2 separate regions of the Mus musculus genome follow, and region 1 is linked to region 2. The links are chromatin contacts, called in public HiChIP or PLAC-seq maps. All regions are on one chromosome and are shown on one strand. Each heading gives the region's core, a stretch centred on a gene start, on an enhancer-like site or on the middle of the called end of the contact. The rest is flanking DNA. Distances are from core to core; before and after follow the strand shown. Region 1 holds the start of Rps17 (ribosomal protein S17). Region 2 holds the start of Slc28a1 (solute carrier family 28 (sodium-coupled nucleoside transporter), member 1).

The links. HiChIP or PLAC-seq counts read pairs in DNA pulled down with a chosen protein or histone mark.
Region 1: a contact with region 2 is called in an H3K27ac HiChIP or PLAC-seq map of embryonic stem cells, with 5 read pairs. The contact joins the promoter of Rps17 here to the promoter of Slc28a1 in region 2. A contact is called at or near these places in 3 of 39 promoter capture datasets (the HPC-7 cell line, embryonic stem cells and hematopoietic stem and progenitor cells), 3 of 115 datasets of contacts at active chromatin or transcription factors (the 230-238 cell line and embryonic stem cells) and 2 of 9 other capture datasets (adipose tissue and embryonic stem cells).

Annotation. Positions count from the first base shown.
Region 1 is chr7:81,342,567-81,348,054 of GRCm38.p6, reverse strand. Rps17 (ribosomal protein S17) reads left to right here and starts at 2,821. Exons shown (of 5, transcript NM_009092.3): 1 at 2,821-2,853; 2 at 3,047-3,198; 3 at 3,639-3,744; 4 at 4,255-4,320; 5 at 5,206-5,322. The coding sequence starts at 2,851. The coding sequence ends at 5,286. Cpeb1 (cytoplasmic polyadenylation element binding protein 1) reads left to right here. Exons shown (of 12, transcript NM_007755.5): 12 at 1-1,029.
Region 2 is chr7:81,112,860-81,118,854 of GRCm38.p6, reverse strand. Slc28a1 (solute carrier family 28 (sodium-coupled nucleoside transporter), member 1) reads right to left here and starts at 4,056. Exons shown (of 18, transcript NM_001004184.3): 1 at 3,978-4,056; 2 at 3,221-3,332; 3 at 2,282-2,370; 4 at 1,163-1,254. The coding sequence starts at 3,316.

The sequences.
Region 1 (5,488 bases), core at 1,572-4,071, 230 kb before region 2:
AAAATAACAACAACAACCACTGTGTCCAGAAGGTCTGACACAGATGCCTACACTTGGGTTTATTTATTAAAGCGCTTTTTACATTCCTTGCAATACTGATGGTGGTGATGCGCAGGTCTCATTGGTTCGTTCATTCTGCAGTTGCCATACAGTGCCTTTCCATTGATTTAACCCCCACCTGAACGGCATCAATTGAGTGTTCAGCTGGTGTTTTTTACTGTAACAAACAAAGGAGACTTTGCTCTTCATTTAAACCAAATCATATTTCATAGTTTACGCTCGAGGGTTTTTACTGGTTCCTTTTTACACTCCTTAAAACAGTTTTTAAGTCGTTTGGAACAATATATTTTTTTTTCTTTCTTGGCAGCTTTTAACATTATAGCAAATTTGTGTCTGGGGGACTGCTGGTCACAGTTGCAAATCAAAGCATTTGTAACCAAGAGAAAAATTATTTTATTTAAAACTGGACCGGAGGAAAAGTCTGAGCAGCTGCTGTATATAGTTTTAAATGGTTTGTGGCACCTTATGTTGCACTTATGTTGGGGGAGGGTTGATAGAAGTTTTTAATCACAGTCACAGGACTTTTTCTTTTGTAACTGAGCTTAAAAATTAAAAAAAAAAAAAAAAGGGCTGCTTTTTGGTGGGGGCAGGTGAAGGCTCACAGGAGCCCTTTCTCTTAGAGGGGCAAATACCCTTCCTTACAACTTTTATTTGACGAATGTATGAATCAACAGTTACAGTTGACAAAGACGCTACTGGAATTGAAAACTTGACTTTTCTTTTTAATTTAACGATTACTTGCCTCTCTTAGGGAAGCTGTGTGCCAAAGAGCCAGTGTCATAACCCCTCCCTCCTGCTGAGCTGATGTTGCATTGTTGCATATCCCAGCTACTCTGTGGGTTTTGTGAAGCTGTGTGTGAAGTCTCTACCTCATTGTTGTATATGCAGGCAAGACTGCACTCTCCTACAGATGTGTGGAGTAAGCTGTGGTGTAATTTTTTTGGCACATAATAAACACGTTGCAGCAGAGTTGTAGTTTTGTCTCTGTATCTGGGTGTGTGTGTGGTGGGGTGTGGTAGCAAGCAGGGAAGATTCCAGAGACCAGTCCTCTTTTCATGGATTTTCACTAATGGGATACCAGCCCAGAGGGATGGGAGGTACATGCGGAGACCTGCTCCTATATGGGACTTGTTACATCCTGGTCAGCCACTCTGGAGTGTCTAGTACCTGGGTGATTACAATCAGAATAGGAGGCCTGCCTGTACATTTTACTTCTTGGCCCCTCAAGGCCTCCTCCACATGGAGCCCTAGGAATGCTAGAGGCACAACTCCCAAGATGTCAGGAGCCATTTGCTGGCTGCTTTCCTGTGAGCCCTGACGTGTTCCTCCTTCCTCTTGGACACACTTGTGCTGATGTAATTCCTTTCTGAGTGGTTACTATTTTGCTTTTTTGATTCAGGGTCTTTCTTTGTGGCCTTGTCCTGGAACTCCTTATGTAAGCCAGCCTGGCCTCAAGCTCAGGAATTCTGCCTACCATTCATCCCACGTGCTGGGATTAAGGTATGCACCAGGACACGCTGCAGTGCTTTGTTTCTTCACAGCCCTTACACTAGCTTTTCTAACAGGCTCCATGGCTTCATGACAGGTCTGATGATTTTTCAAGTGGAGACGGCAGCATGCTGAACTGGTCCTTTGGGAAACTCTAGTCTGAGGGAGAGGGACTCCTAGGTACTTAAATCCTTGTAAGGTGCAAAAACTCACTACTCCTCAGAATCCAAGAGTTCTCTTCCTGCAAGACTGTAAGGTCTAGTCTTGCATCTGGAGCCTGGCCTCCACTTCATTGGGAATTCACTGGTAATGTACGATGCAACCCCCAGGGATTACAGACCCTTTGGTCTCTTCAGTATTCTTCCGGGTCCATGGTCAAGGACATCTTTTTTCCTCCCGCCATGAGCTACTTTTAGAGTAAGGACTTTCAGCTCTTCACCTAACCAGAGTGACGTAGATGAGTTGAAGGATGAAGCACAGCCTTGGCCCCTTGATACATGCCCTGTGGCCAGCACGGTCTCCTTAGGTTTGAGCGCAGGACCCTGTCCCAGGAAAGAGCTGGAGGAAAGGCCCTCTCTGGACAGATGAAGCCACTGGGTCGTAGCGTAAGAGCCTGCTTTGGGCTTGGTTATGGCAGAACAACCGGAAGAAGCTGAAGGTTGGAGATAGTGTCCCTACTAATCGGGAACAGTCTAGTTAACTGAGATCCTAATTTGTTGGTAAAAGTGTTTGAGACCTCTCTGTGAGCCAGCCACTGATTTAAGCACTCGAGGTTAGCCCTTCCTGTTTAGCTCAAACCTAGCTGAGAAAAGTAATTGTGCTCAGACATTTAAGAGCAGCTCGAATGGAATACTGTGCTGGGATGAGAAGAAAAGCCACTCTAGGTGATGTTTGCTGTGACACCAGGAAATGAGAGGAACCTCACCAATTAGGCTAGACCCTACTAATCTCTGACTAGAGGCGCGGGTAGGGTGGAAATCGGGGATGACCCTGTTTACTACTATGCCTTTCATAGCTCGGGCCTCCTTTAGGCTCCATCTCAGGACCTCAAAGTAACTCCTAGATTAAAACACACCGGACGCCCAAGAGAAGCACGGAACTATTTGGAGTGGAAACCAAGACGGCCGAGCTGCCGGCGTGCGCACGCGCAGACTTTCGCCCCGCCCACAGCCAGGCAGCCTCACTCCACTCCGCTAGGGGCCGCTGTGGGACTCTCGCGAGCCAGGCGGAAGCGGCTTTCTGGCCGCGCTTTATAGGCCTCTCTTGTGTTTCCTGTTTCCTCTTTTACCGAGACCCGCCAACATGGTAGGTGTTTGGCTCCCAGGGCTCTGTCCTTTTCAATCCTCGCCCATCCTCCGCTCGTCGCGGCCTCAAGTCCGCAGCGAGGGGCCGGCGCCGTCACCGGCGGCCTGGCGCGCTTCCGCATGAAGTCGTGCGCGCCGCGGCCCCTCCGCGGGAGGCGCGGGCTCCCCGGTGACTTTGCCCTCTCCACCCTCAGGGCCGCGTTCGCACCAAGACCGTGAAGAAGGCTGCCCGGGTCATCATCGAGAAGTACTACACGCGTCTGGGTAATGACTTCCACACCAACAAGCGCGTGTGCGAGGAGATCGCCATTATCCCCAGCAAGAAGCTTCGGAACAAGATAGCCGGGTGAGTGGGGGCCGCGGCCGCCGGAGAGCCTGCCCGGGCCGGTGCCTCCGCTCCCCCCAGACGGCCCGCCGAAGGGCTGGAGGTGTGCCTTGGCCACAGTGGGGTTTTGCCGACGTGGTCTTAGTTCGGGCTCCTTACGGTAGCTGAAGGCAGAGCTCCGGCCTCAAAACCTTACTGCTGTGGTCTCTGCTTCCCGCATTTTACCACTATGGCCGTGTTGTGCAAAAAAATAGCAGTGTTGTGTCCGTACGACGGATAAGACCAGTCGGGGTACATGACATTCGGAGGAGGGCTGGTGACGGCGAGTGAGGATGTAAGGAGTGGACATCTGAACAGTGCTGTGTGTGTGTCTGTGTGTCTTTCCGATGGTGAGACCGACCTTGATGTAGAGACAAAGTCGGTTCTGGTGGGAGGTGGTCACTGTTTCGCATTGCTTGTAGCTATGTCACGCATCTGATGAAGCGGATTCAGAGAGGGCCTGTGAGAGGCATCTCTATCAAGTTGCAGGAAGAAGAGAGAGAGAGGAGAGATAACTACGTTCCTGAGGTAAGATTTGTGGGTCTTCCTCTGCACCTCTTCCTGGGGGCTCACCTGAGGTGGGAACGCAGCTGGATGTCAGTGAAGTCTTAATCTATTTCCTCAAAATGATGAGAGATCCACCCACCTCGGCCTTCTGAGTGCTGGGATTAAAGGCGTGGGCCAACACACCCAGCCGAGGGTGCCTGTAATCAGCCGACCTTGAGCTTCTCTGCGAGGTCTAAATTCATTTTCACATGGGAGCCCAGTGAGAGTGCCTCCCGACGTGGTTAGCTTGACATCCAAGTGTGAACCCTGCTTTCTGAATGCACACTAGATGGTTCTGACACAAGAATAAAGTGGGCTGTGGTGGTGCACAGCTTTAGTTTCAGCATTTGGGAGGCAGATGTCTGAGCTCGAAGCCAGCCTGGTCCACATGGTGCTTTCCAGGACAGCTAAGGTTATGTGTTGCGTTGGGAGCAGAGGAGGTGAAAGATAACCCACGCATTCATAATTTGAACTTGATTCTTTCCCTCTCAGGTCTCAGCCCTAGATCAGGAGATCATTGAGGTGGATCCCGACACCAAGGAGATGCTGAAGCTCCTGGTGAGTGTTGCCTGAATCCTTGAATACATCTGGTTTCTAAATGGCTGGAGCTGCTTGTTCTGTGATGATTCGGGGGTGTGTTTTCCTTGTTTGGGGCTGGCTCCTAAATTGTGGCCTGCCCCGCCCCCTTCAGCTCTGGCTGTTACCTGCTTTCCTCCCTGGTTATTTCTACAGTAGTCGGGCTAGTCACAGTTGAGCCATCTTACGGGTGGCTTATCTCAGCGGACTGAGACTTGGCTCTTTTGCATAAGTATGAGAAGGTGGGATAGGCGCCTGAGACCAGCATGCTGTTAGTGATTGTGAGCAGATACTCTCCCCATGTGCCCGCATGGCTCAGTGAAACAGCAGCTGACGCTTGCTGGGAGCACTGCTGGTCTTTCTCAGCACAGCCTTCTGAAACCATTTGGCTCCAGAGCATGGTGGGCTCCCGGTACTGAGTGTTCTTGGGGACAGGCCTGACCCTCCGCTCCTTGTGCTTTGTACATTAGGTTTCCTCTCAGGTGTTGACTGAGGCTGGGGAATGTTCTTGGGGCTCTAGCCCTGAGCCCCTCTGACCGTGCCGTGTGCTGCTTTTGTAGCTTTACCTATGCTAAGAACCTGCTTATGGGCTTTTAGGCTTTAGTTGGGGAGTAGTGACAAGAGTGCTGAATCCTTGGCTATGGAGGGCAGGCGAGGGTTTTGTTGTAGTGGTTTGGGTTTGTTGGTGTGTCCTGGCTAGGGAATACCTGCTTGAAGGTTGGATCAGAGTTAGGTGTAGGAGGGGGAGTGTTCATTAGCCGGGTGGGTATGTGTTGGAAAAGTTCCTGGGGCCGATAGTCCCTGTCTGTTGGCTGAAGGGCTGGGGTTGCAGAGTGCCCGCTCACCGTGTGTCTTGTTTTGTTGCAGGACTTTGGCAGTCTCTCTAACCTTCAGGTCACTCAGCCTACAGTTGGCATGAATTTCAAAACACCACGTGGAGCTGTTTAATCTGTTATGCCATATTTTCAATAAACCTGAAAACAAGTTTGTCTGTATTGTTCTTGCTGTTAGGGTCGGGTGGAGGGCTGAACACTTACAAACCTAGTCTAGGGTTTAGGGAGGTCCTACTGTGCTCTCAGGACATGGTGGAGAGCTGTTTTGCTATCTGTTAACTTCAGTTTCTTGGATAAGCAAGGTTGTTGGGGTCAGC
Region 2 (5,995 bases), core at 2,807-5,306:
TTTTCTTTTTCTTTTTCTTTTTCTTTTTCTTTTTCTTTTTCAAATGCAGGGCCTCACCGTATAGAGCTGGCTGGCATGGAACTCAGACATGGGCCTGCCTCTGTTTTCTTAGCATTAGATATGAGCCTCTTACATCCCTGTCCCTAAGCCAGTGGGCAGTGCTCAGCCCTTATCCCTCCCCTTCCCTTTCGGAAGGCATTGGCTTTTGAGTTCGTTACATGTAGCTGTCCTTGACTTATTCCTCAATTCATTCTTCAAGCATCCTTTGGAAACAACTTCACCTGCCCATGGCTTAGACTGTTCTACCCCTAGCAAATGGTTCCCATCTCTCTCTCCCTGTGGAGACTATCTCCTTCATCTGTGCTCTGTAGAAGGGACCATTGTGTCCCCATCATCCAAGCAGGAAGCTGGGCCAGCCTTAACCTAAGACCTCCTCCATCCTGTACACTGGTCACCGCCCAGGGTCGTCAAGCACTGATCGTTCCCTCCATTCTCAGCCAGTCTGTCCTTTACTTTATCCTCACACATGCTGGGGCCTCACTCACTTCTCTGTCTCTCCTGCAGCCATTTTTTTGGTCTCGCAGTGTGATGTCAACCTGGACACACCTCAGTCTAAATCCATCCATGATATCTCTGTACTTCAGAGTCAAATCCAAGTTCCTGAGTATATCAACTACCTTCCTCACTCCTGATAACCAGGCCTTTCGGAGTCTTCCAGTCTCAGGAGACTCAGGCTGGGCACCCTTCAGAAACCTAGCCCCAGCTACACTAGGCTATCAAAGCCCACACCCTGATTGTCTTCACCTTTGCTCCCTGACCTTTGTGCTTTGAGGGGTGGGGTCTGGGAGGGTCTCAATACTCATTGCTCTCCCCTCTATCCAGGTGACCCAAGACCATGGACCTGAAAGGAACACCCTCCCAGATAGATGGCTTGTTGTTTTGTGTGAGCACTTTTAGGTTTTTCCCTTAGTCCTGGGGAAGGACTTGGGAATGGATTCTAGTTTGGCTTGAAGGAGACCTGAGCTCCTATCTTGAGTTGGCTGAATTGGTGCTCAGCAAACTTTCTTGGTTGACTGGGTGAGTGGATGAGCCTGCTTCATGATACAAAGAACAGAGGGGGCAGTAACTGTCTCCTGAGTGAGACAGGATGAGCCATGCTTACCAGTAGAGAGCAGGCCTTTGCTGATCCACTCAAACAGCTGCCAGTGCTCCCTGCAGAGGCTTCTCGCTTGCACAGTCGGCTGCAGACTCCTCCTGAGGAGAGGATGGCCGGGGCTCATAAGTACCCAACCGAAACTTTCACCCCAGAGGGGAGCCCCAAAACCTGCAGGTAGAAGCTACTCAAGTATATTCCCAGAGTGGTAATGGAATACGGCAGGGTTGTCCATGCTACCTTACAAGGCTGAAAAGCAACCACAGTCCAAAGACACAGCCATGGTTCTGCACATGCTGGGGGTTGAGGTCACTCTACAGGGCCACCTCTGATCTTGGGTGAGAGAAGGAACTAACCAATAGGTAGAGGCTTGTGGCCATTCAGAAGGACAGATTCATGGCTGTCCAACCTCCTCCTTGCTTCTACCTGCCCACTGAGTAAGACCAAGCAGTTCTCAACTATTGGCTCCCCTTGGACAGGGACCTTTATCATCTGAGTCCTCAGTGCCTGAAAGGACACGTGAAAATATGCAGGTGGCCATCCTCATTGCCTCCGATGTCCAGAATGGACTCTAGGCCTGGGGTCCATTGGTCACTTGTGTGTCCATAGAGGAAGGGCTGCTACCCAAATCTCGAAGGTCCTGTTGGCCCAGCAACTAGTAGATGCACAGTGGTTGCTCAGGAGATTCAACCCTCTGCTACTGTTGCCAGGGATCCTCATGTGGGGGAGGTGTATCTTCTCCAATCCCCCTAAACAGCTAGACGTCCCACCACCATCACACCCTGTCCTTGAAGTGTTCTTCCTGCTCTGTTCAGAGCAGAATTCGGCCAGCCAGGACCCTCTAGGCGCACACCAGACCCTGTGGGCTGGTCCCTTCACCTCTGTGTAAAGTGGGGAGTCTGGCCTGGTCCAGGAGTGCTACAAACTGAGCCCCGGAGTTCACAAAGCAGCTCAACAACTGAATGGGGTAGTAGGCAAATGAGGGAGGTTGCAGGGAGGCCTGAGAAGCCCTGTGTCTGTGTTGGGTTACATCCTGGCTGGGTACCAGCACCTGGCCTGGCTCAACCCTTGACTTCCCTTGGCCAGGCTTCCATCAGCTTTCCCCATGCCCTCACAGACATCACCTACCATCGGGAGAAGGGTTTCCACACTGCTTTGCTCCTGCTGCCTCCACCCTCTGGCAGGCTTGAGTGCCTGTGTGGGAGCTGGCCTTCCTCCTAAAGCCGACAGGGAGCAGTCAGGGTCAGCCTTCCCACCAAGGGACAACTATGGCTGAAGAGCACGGAGATAAGGAAGACCCTGGCAGCCCCATGCACACACAAGCACCTCATGAGAAGACTGAGATAGAGACTGGACTGCTGCATGGGAAATGGGGTGCCTCTTAATTAAATTCTTCAATGCATGCATTGAGCATCTACTATGTACAGACATATCCTGCCTCAGCATTTCACTCTGGCTTCCTGGAGACCCGAAGGAAACCCTTAAGGAAGATCCCAGGCAGGCCCGCCCCACTGCATGACTCCAGGGCACTTCTTACTGCACTGTCCAAGTAGGGGGCTAGGGGGCACTTGGTAAAGAAGAGGGAGCCTTGTTAGGGAAGGGAGGGAGGGCAGAAGGTATCATGTCAAGCTTTTCAGTCCTCTGCTTGGCCTTTGGGGAGCCAAGACAAGATGGCAAGTTCTTTAAATGCCAAGGACACCCCACCCCATCATCTGCTTCCCCTCTCATCTTGTAGACCAGATGTTCTTCCCTCCTGGGACCTTTGCTGACAGCACACAGTGGGTACATCACACAGTGGGTACTCAGAACATGTTTAAGGGGTGAAATAAAGGGGGTGCTTTGTGCTGGGGAGGTACTACACAAGCAGAGCTCAGAGCACAGAGTGAAACACACAGTCCCCCAGCCCATAGCTGCCAGTCAAGCTGAGGGGCCCTCCCACTATGAGCTGCTAGTCAAACTGAGCCACCCCACCTAGTGAGATGCCAATCAAGCTGAGCCCCACACCACCCCACACCCCTGTGAGATGCCAGTCAGGCTGAGGAGGTGCTATAGGGGAAGAGGACAGACCATTATTTCCAGGAACTCGGCCCCCATGTTCTCCAGGCCATGGGCCACAGGTGTGAGGGAAATGGACTCTCGTTGCCTCGGTGTGTCGTCTGCCATGTGCTAGGCTCTTCAGCTGAAAGACAAAGATGTCACAGAGGGTCCACAGCCGAAAGGAGGGCCAGGAGAGAGAAAAGGAACCAGAGAGGGAGGGCGAGGGGGAGGGGAAAGGGAGAGGGAGAGAGAAGGGGAGAGTGGGAGAGACACCCTTTCTGCCCTCTCTCCTGATCCTGGGAGATGCAAGTCCTTGTAAGCTCCAACAGTGAACTGTCCCTTAGTCACCAGTCACCAGGAAGGGAAAGAGGGGATGGCGTAGGCACTGGTGTGGGCACGGCTCAGAAAAGAGCCCTTAGTTATCTTTACTTCCTACAACCGGTGAAAATCATTGGCAGGGGAGGAAGTGCTCATTTCATCCATCTTGAAGCCAGCGCTACCCAGGACTGTTCCACTCAAAACCGAACATTCCTCATTCTCAGTGAAGCTGCTTTTAGATGTTAGCTCACCTGCAAATGAGAGCCCAAACTCCCGTTTCCCCACTGCGGTCCCTCTCTTGCCCACACCTTAGGCCTTCCCTACTCAACAGCAGCTGGCTAAGCAGATCTTCCCCAGACACAGACCCTCAGAGGGCATGTGGAGCATGCAGCCAGGGCTGGGGGATGCCTGCTACCTGGGCACTCGCATTCACTGCTGTACGGAGAGGAGAGGAGCCCACACTACTCACAGATTTGTAGTGAGAAGGCAGCGTCAGGAGGGATTGACTGTTAAGAACTGACTGACTGAAGCACAGGTTGCTGTGGGAGGGCTGGGTCCAACCTGCTTGGGCTTTGGCCTGTTCACTTCTGTGGAAATTCCTGGGCAGAGTCCAAAACTGAAGTAGGTTGGGCTTCCCCAGAGCTCAGGGCCACCGCAGGGGCGGGGACCCCAGCCTGTTTCAGAAAAAGCATGATGGGGTAGCCTGGCTCACTCAAGCCGGGTCCTCTGTGGTCCTGCCCTCTGTCTGCTGCCCTTTCCCAAACCAACCTCTTCCTGGCCTTGCTCCAGGACGCCTCCTTTGGGAAGCCACCTTGGTTACTCTCTCCCTCCTCTTTCTGTCAGCATCCTGGAAATGTGTCTTCGTGTTGTGGCTCAGCCTCCTTTTCTCACAGTATCGGCGACTCGTTTTCCAAAACTAGAAGATATTGAAAGCGCTGTCTTTATCACAAACAGGTGGTGGCTCGGGGCTAAGCATCACACAGTCGCAGAAACAAGCCAAAATCACACCATTTCCTTCTCCCCTTTCTTCCTAGAGTGACACCCGAGTTACACGTGCAAAGTTGGGGGACAACACTTTCATCTACAGTCTTCAAACTAAATTTAAACTTACCTGACAGGATTTAATAATTGATGATGCACACTCTTTAATAATTAATTATCTTTTATGATACAAAAGATGCCTCACACAGAGGCATACACTGGCTGTTTTGGAAAAATGGAAAAGAAGAGGCTGGACATAAGTGGTACCCCCTGTTCTTAGAAACTATCTGTTTCTATTGGGGTTAGGAGAATATCGTCTCATCTAACCCAGCCTGACTTTGAACCTGCTATGTAGCCGAAGTTAGCCCTAAACACCCAATCCTCTGGCCTCCACATGTCCAATACTGGGATTCCAGGTGTGCATCTCCACACCCCTGGTCATGCGGAATGAAGCATGAAGGTGTTATAGAAATATACAGAGCCTAAGAATTTTTCTTATTTCCCCTTAAGTATACACTATTTTGTTATTCATTTTCCAATAGGAAATTGTACTGTTGCAGGGTTTTCACAACTTGCTTATCTGAATATACATATACACACACATACACATGGACACATACCTATATTGTATCTGGAGATACATATACACACACATGGACACATACCTATATTGTATCTGGAGATACATATACACACACATGGATACATACGTATATTGTATCTGGAGATACATATACGCACACATGGACACATACGTATATTGTATCTCGAGATACAATACCCACTGTCAGGTCACTGGTCCCCTTGATCATAAGATAAATGTTTACCTTGAGCAAGACTGGGATGGGGCCAGAGCAGATACTGAAGGAGCCCCCCTCAGCCTCAATGAAGGGAAAGGACCTTATCCGCTTTGATGCCTCTGTTCTCAGTGGCTCCTCTTGTGCGTGCGCGCGCGCACACAAACACACACACACACACACACACACACACACACACACACACACTGCTCTTTCTTCCTCTTGGTGCCCAGAAGCCGGCAGAGGCTCACTGAGAGAGCAAGCTACTTCACAGCCTTCCTTACAGCAGCTTCAGAGGCTCTGGCCTTCTAAACAAGGATGAACCTTGAGCTGGGAGCCCAAAGATCTCGATTCACCCTGGACTCTTAAACTAACTTATTCCCTAATCTGTGGACTGCCGAGGGTGGGCTCCCTGCCAAGCTGGAAGCTGCCTTTGATGTCTTAGCACCCTGCTCCCCACTTACGGCCCAGGGTGCCCTGTGCCCTTCCCAGGCTGCTCCCCTCAGGGCTGGAGTGGCCATCAGGGATCTCACCCAGGAAGTCAAATCTCTCTGGGGCACAGGGGCTTGGGAGACTGAGAGATTGGGATGCAGACCACAGGGATGGACAGAGAGCTGGAGGTGGGGTGGGTGTCCTGCTTCTGACTCGTCCCTTACTGCCTCACTGGCCCCCTCTGCTGCTCTCTTGTTTGCTGAGGGAATGGTTCTCT